Regions from separate parts of the Mus musculus genome. Here all the other regions are linked to region 2. Evidence: chromatin contacts called from public Hi-C and HiCAR-type data. All regions are on one chromosome and are shown on one strand. Each heading gives the region's core, a stretch centred on a gene start, on an enhancer-like site or on the middle of the called end of the contact. The rest is flanking DNA. Distances are from core to core; before and after follow the strand shown.

Evidence for each region. Hi-C and Micro-C count contacts between places; a contact is called where the count stands out from the background. HiCAR-type assays count read pairs that join an accessible place to other places.
Region 1: a Hi-C map of liver shows a contact between it and region 2, with 4 times the contacts expected there. The contact joins the enhancer-like site here to the promoter of A730043L09Rik in region 2. A contact is called at or near these places in 8 of 39 promoter capture datasets (cranial neural crest, embryonic stem cells, frontonasal cranial neural crest and 3 more), 2 of 484 Hi-C or Micro-C datasets (embryonic stem cells and liver), 1 of 115 datasets of contacts at active chromatin or transcription factors (embryonic stem cells) and 1 of 9 other capture datasets (embryonic stem cells).
Region 3: a contact with region 2 is called in a HiCAR-type map of kidney, with 4 times the contacts expected there. The contact joins the enhancer-like site here to the promoter of A730043L09Rik in region 2. A contact is called at or near these places in 15 of 39 promoter capture datasets (the 3T3-L1 cell line, 3T3-L1-derived adipocytes, the C10 cell line and 11 more), 2 of 15 datasets of contacts at CTCF or cohesin (embryonic stem cells and stem cell-derived epiblast-like cells), 12 of 484 Hi-C or Micro-C datasets (the AML12 cell line, bone marrow-derived macrophages, cerebral cortex and 3 more), 8 of 115 datasets of contacts at active chromatin or transcription factors (SST interneurons, embryonic basal ganglia, embryonic forebrain and 4 more) and 1 of 9 other capture datasets (embryonic stem cells).

What each region holds. Positions count from the first base shown.
Region 1 is chr9:62,095,015-62,098,965 of GRCm38.p6, reverse strand. The region is part of intron 1 of Glce (glucuronyl C5-epimerase); the gene reads left to right. Among named protein-coding and RNA genes, the nearest start is that of Mir5133, 26 kb to the left of the region's middle. Within about 2 kb of position 2,160, at least 3 of the 459 cell types and tissues checked have an H3K27ac peak or open chromatin away from gene starts, as enhancers often do. A contact at or near this core is called in liver, where this site is marked.
Region 2 is chr9:62,241,962-62,245,883 of GRCm38.p6, reverse strand. It overlaps A730043L09Rik (RIKEN cDNA A730043L09 gene), which reads left to right and starts at 1,784. Exons shown (of 3, transcript NR_040769.1): 1 at 1,784-1,940; 2 at 2,083-2,196; 3 at 2,355-3,288.
Region 3 is chr9:61,996,915-62,001,051 of GRCm38.p6, reverse strand. The region is part of intron 1 of Paqr5 (progestin and adipoQ receptor family member V); the gene reads left to right. Among named protein-coding and RNA genes, the nearest start is that of Gm35152, 22 kb to the right of the region's middle. Within about 2 kb of position 1,566, at least 38 of the 459 cell types and tissues checked have an H3K27ac peak or open chromatin away from gene starts, as enhancers often do. A contact at or near this core is called in embryonic stem cells, kidney and uterus, where this site is marked.

The DNA of each region.
Region 1 (3,951 bases), core at 911-3,410, 150 kb after region 2:
CTCTTAACAGTAATAAAATGATTTGAGCCTGAATGGCTTCTGTCAAATACCTTCCTCAAGCACTTGTTCTGGCAGTTGGTCTCTGTTTGATAGTCCAAAAGTAGTCTTGTATTCATACTGCTTTGGATACTCAGTTTTTAATACTGACTTCCTGAGCTTTTTAATTTTTTAAAATAAGGACATTAATATACTTACACCATCTACAAAGTATTTTTATAATAAATAGGAATATGAAAATTTCCACTCTACTCAGGAAGCTGCTAAGATGATCAAGTAAGTCTTTATGAACCTGTGCAATGGTATGGTACCCTTAGTCACTGAGTAGTGGAATATGTTGTCATAGAAAACAGTGGGCTTAAAACAAACAAACAAACAAACAATTCTAGTTAATTATAGTTCAGCTTGACTGTGTATAACTTTGTAACCTTGAGAAAACTAGCTAAACCTAAGATATATTTTTCCATCTGAAAAATATCATGTGTATTTGGAAGGTATGGGGAGATAGATACTGTCTGCCCTACATGTTAATATGAAGATCACAACGGAGGTATGAAAGTATTTTTGGAAATGTGTAATTATACAACACAAGTGTAAAAACCGTTTATAAAATTAGCTCAGCTTAACAAAGTCTTCTTTTTAACTGTGGATTTAACTTCTCATCTAAATACTGTATTCCTTTTATCGATGATAGTTTAAAAAAACAAAAATAATATCTAGGTTGGAAAATGGATGTAAATATTGTTTTAGCAGAAGATGTAACCTAATATAAAAGAATTAAATAATTTTTAACATTCTTTTTTAAAGAATTATTTGAAAGTGTTTATCTTTTTAATTCCTAGTCTTTAATATCTTTTAACTGTTGAATTCTGTGGCACTGCATGTGAAGTTTCCACGTTGGATTATCAATAGAAAATTATTGTTGTTTTCTATATGTATGTAATATGTATGTGTGGGCACATATTCCTATTACATACATGCTAAGGCCAGAGCAGCAGATGGGGTGTCTTCATGAATCCTGAATGGCTCTCAGTCTGTTTCCAAACCAGAAGCTCACAGTTTAGGGTAGGGGCTGACCAGAGAGCTTTTGGGACCTGTCTTTCTGTTCTCCAGTGCTGATGTTAGGGGCATACACAGCTGTATTTGGATTTTTGTATGAATGCTAAGGATTCAAATCCAGGTTCTCATGCCTTCTTACTACCAAACTATCTCTCTGGCCCTGAAAAATTAAAACAATCCAGTTGCTTATTGTCTGATTCTAAACTGATTCTTCTTCTAATTAGTATGTATGTATTCAGAAGAATGCAAACTAACTTAATATAATGCTAGTATGAGTATAATTAGGGAGTTAAACTTGTCAAAATGTAAAGCAATGATTGAAGTATGAATGTAACATTTTGGTACTTTCAGAGTTATTCATAATATTCTGCTGTACTGGCATAGATCAGTGAGAGAATCCCATTGGTTGCTATAGTTATTCTTAAATGCATGTCACCTATGGTGCTTACATTCTAAAAGATGGAGTTACAAAATAAAAGATAAAATACAGTGTATCAGCAATAAATACTACAGAGAAAAGGGTGAAAAAGGGAATGTGGAAAGGGCTGAGAGACATGGAGGTGGGAAGTAGGCAGGCTTGAGAAAGTGGCCATCTAGTGAAGCCTCAAAGGAATAATCACTGAGTAACTGAGGAAGGAACACGGGGATTGCCAGATGTAGCACTAACATCTGTAGAAAGTGTGCCTGGATGCTCTGAGGAGGGAAAAGGACAGTATACTGAATTAGAATCAGGCTAGAGCAGCACTGTGGAGGTCAGAGAAGTGAAGTTGGAGGGTTTTGAACAGAGGAACTGTATGACCTTATTATTTTTAATGGTGAGAGAAACTTGAGAGTTCGAGGCAGAAAGTTTAGGATACTATTACAATAATCCATGTGAGCCTCATAGAAGTCTGATTAGTGTGGTTTCAAGAGAAAGTGGGAAAGGCTGAGGAAGTAGCTAGCTAATACAGTACCTACCTAGTATGAGCAGGACCCTGGGTTGATTTCCAGGAATGTTAAAAAAAAAGGGGGTGGGAATGGACAATTTTGCTGTAGAAGGATCTACTTCCTAGCTTGTTCAGATGGTGGTTGGCAGGATTCATTTCTGCCTGTGGCCAAAGACCTTTGTTCTTTACCGTGTGTACCTATAAAACATTTCACAACTTGGGAGCTGACTGTCAGAGCAAGCAAGAAAGAATCCCAGCATAGAACTTGGTAGCAGGAACATCAGTCTTTAATAACCTTGTCACATAGTGGCATCCTATCATTTCTGCCATATTTGATTTTTTTTGTTGTTGTCAGTAGATTATTAGGTCCATCCTACTCCTAGAGGAAGAAGAAATTACATAAATGTGTAAATACCGGGTAGATCATAAAGTACATCTTTGAAGTTTGCCACTCAGTCTTCAGATACTGGTACTGTAAGATGCTCATCTGGTTGCATGAGTTAGCCTTTTTTTCTAGCATACTCATAACTAGTAACATTCATTTGTGAGAGAGCTGGGTGAAAGTAAGAATTTGGTTTAGGACTATTAGCTAACATGCTTTGTAGCCATGGTCTTGTTTTTTTCTAGTGATTCCTTTTATGAAATGAGTTAGCAGTGTTAAAGTCATGCTATATCCAGTGACATGTGCCTAACATTGTGGAAGCTGAGTCAGGAGGGGCCAAGTTGGAGGTCAGCCTGAGATACATAGCAAGTAAAAGCCATCAGACCACTGCTACCAAGAAAAGAAACTAAAATTTTATCTGGAAGAGCTCAACAAAAGTAGGAAAGCTATTAAAATCAGAAAATATGCAGATACTTTTATAGAAATTTGAAAGATTGCTATATTTTAAGATAATTCAAGTTTTCATACATTTCCAACATAGATACTATTTTATGACTTGGAAGGAAGTGGATATATAAAAATCTATGCAGTTGAAGTATAGCTGAACTTGATATATACTGTAAAATAATCTTTCCTTGTAAAACTAAGCTTTTAACAGACCATAGATTCCAACTGTTTCTTGTTACTGTTGCCCACCCCCCTTGACATAGTTTATATATTGAAGTCAGTTCAATCTTTGTAGGAGAACTAAAAAACATCATCCTAGTCTCACAGCATATTAAATATTACAAATAACTTTCCAGATGAGGAAATGGTCACATAGAGATGTACCCAGGCTTGCTCATGACAGAGCCAGTGCCAGATGCCAAGCCTCCTGATATTATAAATTGCTAGGAATGAGCCTTCTGTAACTCTTAGAATTTTAAGCACCATCCCAGTCTCATACCCAGACCTGAGTTTAGAGTGACATTTGCACACTGAGATTTTTGAATGCTGCTGAGACAGTTCCACTTGCAGCAGAATTTGGGGACTTGTGCTTTTCAGGGAATTGGTGTACTTTAAAGACCCGAGTCATATCAACAGTGCAGACTATCCATTCTGATTTTGGCTAGGTTTGACCAGGGTAGTAAGAAGTAAATCTTTGCATTAAGAAATAACCAAGAATTTTGCTGGGTAGACTTTCCCAATAAAGTAATTCTGTCACTAGTTTGTAAATACCATGTGCAGACTTGTTAATCATGAAATAGAAGTTGTTTGACACTGATGAGGAAAGGAGAAAGTGTTCTGCCATCTGTGTTGTGGCAGGCTTTGCTGTTGTGTTAACTAGATAAATTCTAGCTACTGTTAAACAGACTGTTTGTGAGGTTGTTGTTAATATTTTAAAGAAAGTGTGTAAATACAAAGCGGCAAAGAAGTGGTTCCAGACTTAGAAATAAAAGCCCTAGCTTTGAACGTACATCAGTTCTAATCTGTAACTAGATTCTTTAATAAATACATTTCTTGGGTTTGTGGCAAGGAACAAAATGTTTACAGTTTGGCGTAACCTGTCTGTGGTGCTCTTCTGTGTTCTTCGTGCTATAGACAAGA
Region 2 (3,922 bases), core at 535-3,034:
TATCTATCATGGGCCTTGGTAGGGGTAGTCTTACTGGAATGAGGTAAAGCCCTGCAGCCTGCAGGGGGCAGTGAGGCTGAGTCCAAGGTTGCAACAAGAAATACAGAAATACGGGCCAAGCAGCCAAGCTGTGATACTAATTTTATAGCCAAAGTTCAGACAGCTCTGTGATGTGCATCTATGATGTTTTCCTCCTCTGTGTGTGCACGTGTGTCTGTCTGTCTGTCTATCTTGGTCCCTTGCCCTCCTTTTACCCATGCCTCATTGATCTTCTGAGAAGCGAGATGCAGACAATACCTTTCTGCATCCAGTCATCTGGTTTACATACCTAAGAATCCAGCCACCTGGGACGTAGCCACCCTGACAACCTCTCCTCGTCAGTCTTTTCCACTGGGACCGAGGCTAATCACATGCCCTGGTTGTTCCAGTGAAGGTGGTTGGAAAAGAGGGGCTCACTCGCACGAAGCTTCGCCTGTTGGAGCTGGGGCCAGGCCTGGTGCTAGGGCCTTCCCCACAGTCTCCAGTAATCGAAGGTGGGACAGTGGGTAAAAGCACTTGCCACATGTGTATGAGGTTCCAAATTTGGACCCCCTAGAGCCCACACAAAGGCAGACATGATAGCACATGTCTGTAATCCCAGTTGCCTTAGGGCAAGACAAGAGATGGAGTCAGGAGACTCCCCGAAAGCTGCAGGTGCACTCTGCTCTTGGACTGAATATTCAGTTTGAGCCTCTGCTTCAGGTTCCCCCCTATGGGAATTTTCTCCCCTGCTGTGATGGGCTGGACCTCAAACTGGGAGTCAGAATAAACCCATCCTTCTTCAAGTTGTCTTTGCCAGGGTCTTTTCTATCAACGAACTGGAAAACAACCATCTAGTTATGCGCCTGTTGCTGTAATAAAGCACTTTGGGAGGGAAAGGGTTTATTTCATCTTACAGTTCTACATTGTAGTGTGTCAGTCACCAAAGGAAGTCAGGGCAGGGACAAGAGGCAGGGACTGAAGCACAGCCTGTGGAGGAGGGCTGCTTTCTGGCTTGCTCCCCACAGCCTGCTCAGCCCATTATTTTTAATACAATCCAGGACCTCTAGCCCAGGGGCGGCATAACCCACAGAGGGCTGGGTCCTCCCACATTAATCATTAATCAAGAAAATGCCCCATAGGATTATGTATAGGCTAATATCACAGGGCACTTTGCTAGTGCAAGTCTCTCTTCCCAGATGAATGAAGTCTGTGTCAAGTTGACATACAACTAACCCGGAAAGGAGCTAAGACACTGGTCATAGGTGAAAGAACTTGGTCGGAAGAATTGAGTGTCCTTCTGTCCCCCATGACTAATCGAAAGTGCCCTTTGCTTTCTCTATAGGCAGACTCCAGTTGTCCACAAGAGGGCGCTGTAGAACCAGGGAATCTCCGGAGGCTTCACTTCACTTCACCCGGAGGCAGGATCGTTCCTAAAGGGTTTAAATGGAATGAAAGAGGGCCTGGAGGACGCACCCTGTTACAGACTCTCTGCTTCAGGCAGCACCTCCAGGCTCAGTCTCTGACCATCTGTGGGTATCTGTCCTTCTTCTCTGTAAGCTGTGAACTTCCCAGGGTCTGACCTGTGGTGCCGGAGACCTAGCACGCGTGAGGTGGACAGGCCTAAGCTGGCTGAGAGTGTCACTGGAGCACGGGAGTACTGAAACGTACGAGCTCTGGAAAGGAGTGCAGCACATCAAGTTGTCAGCTGGGATCTGGAGACCAGGAGTGCAAACACAGCGGGCGGAGTGACGCTGCCAGAGCCATTCTGCTCTGAGAGACAGCAGGCATTAGCAAAACCAACCGTTAGGTGCACAAGTGCCGTTTGTTAATGCGCTGGGAGCCAGAGGACACTGATGGGAGGAGAGGTCACACAAGCTTTACTGAGAAGTGTCACTAGCCTGGCAGACAAGACTGAAAAGGTGGGGGGCGGTGTTAGGGACAGCAGCAGAGATTGTCCCTGTGCAAACACCTGGTCAGCAGTCGGGTCACTGGACTGACATAGTTTCTGCTGTGCTGTGCTTGGAGATGTGCCTCTCTGAGCCATCACTTTACCATCCACAGAGTGAACAAATCGATGTGTGTCGGGTGCAGACGTCGAAGCCCACGCCTGTAATCCAGCACGTGTGGATATGAAGGCAGAAGAATCAGAAATGGAAGGCCAGTCTCAGCGCCGTGGTGAGTTCAAGGTCAGAGTGGGCTACATGAGATCCTTCCTCAAAAAAAAAAAAAAAATTGATGTTTTTGTGGCAAAAGGTATATTTTTTTAAAAAAAGAAACCCCAATAGAACATTATGTTTAAAAAAGACTATCTGACATGCCTGTTCACGTGACAGAAAAATAAATGACGGGCCAGAGAGATGGCTCAGCAGATGAAGGTACTCGCCACCAACACTGACGACCAGAGTGCCACTCCAGGACCCAGATGGTGGAAAGAGAGAACCAGCTGCTTAGGACTGTTCTCTGACCTCCACATGCCCTCCCCCCTTTCCCTTTTCTCCGTCCCCCTCTTTCCCACTCCTACATGATTCTCTCACCCATGGGGGGGGGGCCCAGCCCGGTGACCATACCCTACTCAGGGTTTCCTTCTCCCGTGGCCCCCAATCACAGGGATGCAGTGAGCATCCAACAGTCTGGCTCCAGTTCAGATATTAAAGCGCCATCTTTAGGAACTGTCCCAGGTAGCTGCCAAGGGTACCCTATCTCCCCACCCTCTGCTTTCACCTGAGCTCCTTATCCTGGGCACATGCTGGAGACATGCTCAGCAGTCATGAGCACGGCTGTTCTTCCAGAGGACCAGGGTTTGGTTCTTGGTACCCATAGCTGGTGGTTCACAAAGCCTGTGACTCCAGTTCCAGGGGATCCTATGGTCTCTCCTGGCCTCTGTGGGCAGCACCACACACACTCTTGTTACACACATTGTGGTGGTTTGAATGAAAATGGCTCCCATAGGCTCAGAGGGAGTGCCACTGTTAGGAGATGTAGCCTTATTAAAGTAGATATGGCCTTGCTGGAGGAAGTGTGTCACTGGGGGTGGGCTTTGAGGTTTCAGATGCTCAAGCCAGGCTCAGTCACACTCTCTCTTCCTGCTGCCTGTGGATCCAGGTGTAGAACTCTCAGCTACTTCTCCAGTGCGTCTGCCTATATGCCTCTGTGCTTCCCACCATGGTGACAATGGACAAAACCTCTGAGCTATAAGCCAGCTTCCTTTATAAGTGTTGCCATGGTCATAGTGTCTCTTCGAAGCAATGGAAGCCCCATATAAGACACACATAAATAAAAAATAAAACCTTAAGACTTTAGCCAGGAGTTACTCATGATGATATTTTAAATCCATATACTTATGCATGGCTTATGTAATATTTTTTAAATAAACAAATGTAGAGATGGTAATGTCACCTGAGATCTCCAATACTGGATGGGGGGAGATAGCTCAATAGGTAACGCCACTGCTGTACAACCATGAGTACCTGAGGAAAAATAGCTGTGTATGGTGGGGTGCACCTGTCCCCCCACTGCACTGGGGACCCCGGGAGGTTATTGACCAATAACCTGAACTATCTCCAGATTCAATGAGGGACCCTGACACCAAACATAAGGAGGAGAGTGACAGAGAAAGGCATGTGACATCAGAACCTGGCCTCACTCGGCCACACATAGCTGCACATGCTACACACAGAGGTGGGAGATTTCAAGAGCTCAAGTGAGTGTATTTCAGGTAATGGCCAAGGGATGGGCCACCCAGTGTATAGGGGGAACACCAATGCCCAGACATGGGCATTATTCATTATTTTTAGTCCCAGGCTTAAGTGATCTAAGTATTAAAATGAGAAACAGCCTCATGGAAGTCTGAGGCTGGCCTGAAAAGCCTGCATAGATCATGAGCAGATATAAAGATAAAGTT
Region 3 (4,137 bases), core at 317-2,816, 240 kb after region 2:
ACTTGCTATGTAGTGGAGAATAACCAACTTCTGATGCTCCACTCCCTGGATACTGAGATCTCTGGCTTGTCCCACTACACGGTGCCATTTATGCAGTGCTGGAAATCAAACCCAGGGCTTTGTGCATGCTGGGAAAGCCCTGACTTGGATGGTTTTTCCTCAGTTGCTTTAGTTATTTACAAGAACAGTTGTACAAAGGTGCAGAGCCTTCCTTCGGCTCCTCCACTCCATCCCCAGGCTGTTGCTGTTAAAGTGGCATGTATAATGGATATAGAGATAGAGATACTTTTGCTTAAGACAAAGTAGCCAAGGCTGGCCTTGAGCTCCTGTTCCTTCTGCCTCCATCTCCTGCTAGGATACAGATGTACATCACCACACCCTAGCCAGAGAAATGTGAGCTAATCAATACAGATACATTGTTATTAACCAGGATCTTTGTTTCTATTAGGGCTTCTTCTGTGCTGTGCCTTCTGTGGGTTTGACAAATGCATAATGTCACATGGCCATCATTACAGAATGGTTCTGGTTTAAAAAAAAACACTTTAGAAGGCAGAAGGCTATTTGCTTTGTCCTCCCCGCCCTGGCAGGGTTCAGCCGCGCCCAATATCCAGCTCTGCCTTGCTCTCTCTGTCTCTGCAAGTGGCTCTGTCTATTTGGCTCATCTCCTTCTTGGATTCAGGCTCCTGGGAGGCTCCTCAGGAGTGGTTTAAGAGTCCCAGTCTGGGCCACTCTGCAGAAAACCTTGAGAGCTGGCAGCCTTCCCAGACCAGGACAGCCCTGCCCCTTGTCACACCTGGATGGGTGGCTGGCCTGAGCCAGGGGTGTGCCCTGTGTGGGGCTGAGGCTAAGCACTGTACCCTAAGCAGAGCGAAGGGGAAACTCAGGGTGTGGCTGGCAAGCCTGTTTGTAGACTGGCGGGGCCTGCAGGGCAGGAATGGGGAAAGAGATGAAGGGAGCTGGGTGGGACCCCCACATTCCACCCACGTCTTTCCACTCAGAAGGAGCAAGCCACCAGGCTTGGGAAAACAGTTGAGAAGGAGAATTAACTCAGAACAACCTTACCTGCAAAGCTACACCCACATGTGCTGGGAGATTCAGGTTTCCTCTCATTGCCCAAACCCCATCCCTACCCCCACCTGAGCTCTGCCTCTATAGAACTGGACTAGGGCTCAGAGCTTCCCTTCCATTTGAGGAGCTCAGAGATCACTGTCACCTTTGAACCTTTGCTCAACCGGTCCCAGCTTCTCCTGAGCTCTCACACTCGGTACACATACCACGCCCACAGCAAATCTACCCTAACCCTCCTCTGGTACTCCCTCCATGAGGACTCCCTGCAGGTCTCTCCCTCTCAGCTTTGCCCCTTTGTCCACAGAATAGCTGACCCAGTTGTTCACCAGTCTCTGTGTTCCCATCCTTCTGAGGAACTTGCCATGGTTGTATGCTCCATCCACAGAGTGCCTAGACCTCTAGATCATTCACCAGCTTCACCCTATGGGTAAGTGGGTGAGTGGAGGGTGAAGTGACCCGTATAACATCAGAGAGAATACTCAATAAGGTTTTATAGGGTCTCATAAAAATAGACCAAGCCCTGTCTCCAATTGAGCCATCTAAAGAGTGGCTTAAAGGGTGACCGCACCCTCAAGACTCAGAGTGAGCATGTCTTCGTGTCTGGGTCCCAGCCACTGAGTGGCTTGCTGCTGGCGTGCTTTAGGCAGAGAGCTTCCATCCATTATTCAGTCAGTCTTCCAGCCTATGAGGCCCAAAGCTGAGAACTGAAACTACCAAGTACTAGGATTAAAGGTGGGCACCAAGGGCACCAGCTGGTAAACAGGAGAACTGCACCTCAGCTGTGACCCTAAGACCACTTGGAGGCGGTCAGGAATATGGTGAGGTCGAAGTCGGACTAAGTAGGGGATTGGTGTTCCTCCTGGAGGAAGCAGGCATGACTAGACCTTGAATGTCCAGAGAAGTGAACAGTCGGAGACGTTTGAGACCTGGGGACAGGCCCTAATCCTCCTACCCCCACCCGCCCCAGGGACTGTAGAAAGAGGTTATGAGTGACCATTATCCAGGCCTGGGCTCCCTCTGGGTGGCCCACAGTGACATCTGGGCTGCAAGTAAACCCTGCATGTGGTCTGGCCTGCAGGTGATCTGGCCTGCATGTGGTCTGGCCTGCATGTGGTCTGGCCTGCATGTGGTCTGGCCTGGAGGTGATCTGGCCTGAAGGTGATCTGGCCTGGAGGTGATCTGGCCTGCAGGTGAGCACTAAGCCTGTTGCCCCAAGGTGTGGACATTGCTCTGGTGCAGACAAGTCTAGCAGAAGGCTTCTCTTGGGGCTGGCTGCAGAGAAGGGTCCCATGTAGCCAGCAAGGTAGGCAGAACAAGCCCTTCCTTCATCCATCAACTGTAGCGCCTGTCCAGGTGGAACCTGCATAGCCACTTCAGCCCTGAGGTCTGTCTAGACACCACAGCGCCTCAGAATTTGACTTAATTCTTGTTGACCAGACACTCACTGAGGTTGGTGGTCTGGAACATTTTTTTTTCAGTTCACAAATATCACTGAATATTTGATAGCATGACTGATCCCCAGTGACACAAGTGCAGATGTGCACTACACCACACACATACACACACACACACTTACACACTTTCTGTGTTTTCTAGGATCAAAACCTCTGCCCCAGTAGGTGTCACAGCTGTTGGCCCCTCTCCTGATATTTTCTGATCTAGTATTTCCCAGGCTAGTCAGGACTCAGTAAATTGACTTTGTGACCTATTGACAGCATATTGCCTGCATTTTGATCAGCAGACATATTGTGAAGAGGCCCAGCATTGTGGCCCTCATGAACAGTGACCTCCACAGGCTACTTCTGTTTGCCGAGGTGGGCATTCAGACTCTGGCTGAAGCCTGGCTGGAGCTTGGGAGTGCGTCCCGGCTAAGGAATGGCAGCTTGCCAACTGTCCTGTGAGCTTGCTCTTTTCCCTCAGATTCGGGCTCCCACAGGGCGGAGCTACTGGATTTTCCAGTTCTACAGACAGCTATGTACAGGTTCCCGCATTGCTTAGAGAGCTTGTTTCATCTTGACTTTGCCAGGCCCTTGTCCAGTGACCTCAGGCAAGTCCTTTCTTATCTAGAGTGTCTATCTATATAATAGCAAGAATGCTGGGTTGAGCAAGTCTGTGTCTCTGCAGAGAGGGATCGGCAGCAACAGGAAATACATGATACATGTTTGTTTGTTTGTTTGTTTGTTTGTTTTTTCTGGAAGATTTGGAGAGAATACATTTTTGTATTAAAATAGCTACAACTGAGTTCTGGACCAGGCTATAACATACATGCTTAAAAGAAGATACTTCTATTATGGTAAAAGTATATTGCATACACTTGGATTATTCTGTGCATGTGCAGAGGCTGGAGATTAAAGCTGAGTCCTCAGCTTTGGTATTTGAGGCAGGGTCTCTCACTGAATCTGGAGCTCACTCACTTAGTGAGTGGTTGTCTACTGAGCATCAGGGCTCCTCTTGTCTCTGCCTCCCCGGTGATGAGATTAAATTCATACATGGCTGTACTGGGTTTTTGTACGTGGGTGTTGGGGGTCTTCATGGTAGGGCAACCATGAGCTCTCTCCCCAAGGAACACCCATTAAATTATTGTTAAGAGTAGACATCCTAATGGAGGTGAAATATTGTGTTGTGGCTTTGAATTGTAAGCCCCTGAAGACTTAATGCTAAAGTATCTGTCCATGAACTTACTGGTACCTTTGGAACAAATATATTCAAAGATATTTTTCAAGACAGGGTTTCTCTGTAGCCCTGGCTGTCCTAGAACTTGCTCTATAGACCAGGCTGGCCTCAAACTCAGATCTGCCTGCCTCTGCCTCCCAAGTACTAGGATTAAAGGTGTGCACCTCTACCCATAATAGATTTATGTATTTTGTATATATGAGTACTCTATCTGTATGCATACTTGCAAACCAGAAGAGGGCATCAAATCCCATTACAGATGCTTGTGAGCCACTGTGTGGTTGCTGGGAATTGAACTCAGGACCTCCGGAAGACTGAACCATCTCTCTAGCCCCATAATTCCATAATTTTATTTTGATGTAACATTTTCTGGAAATTAAGAAATGCGGTTGTAAG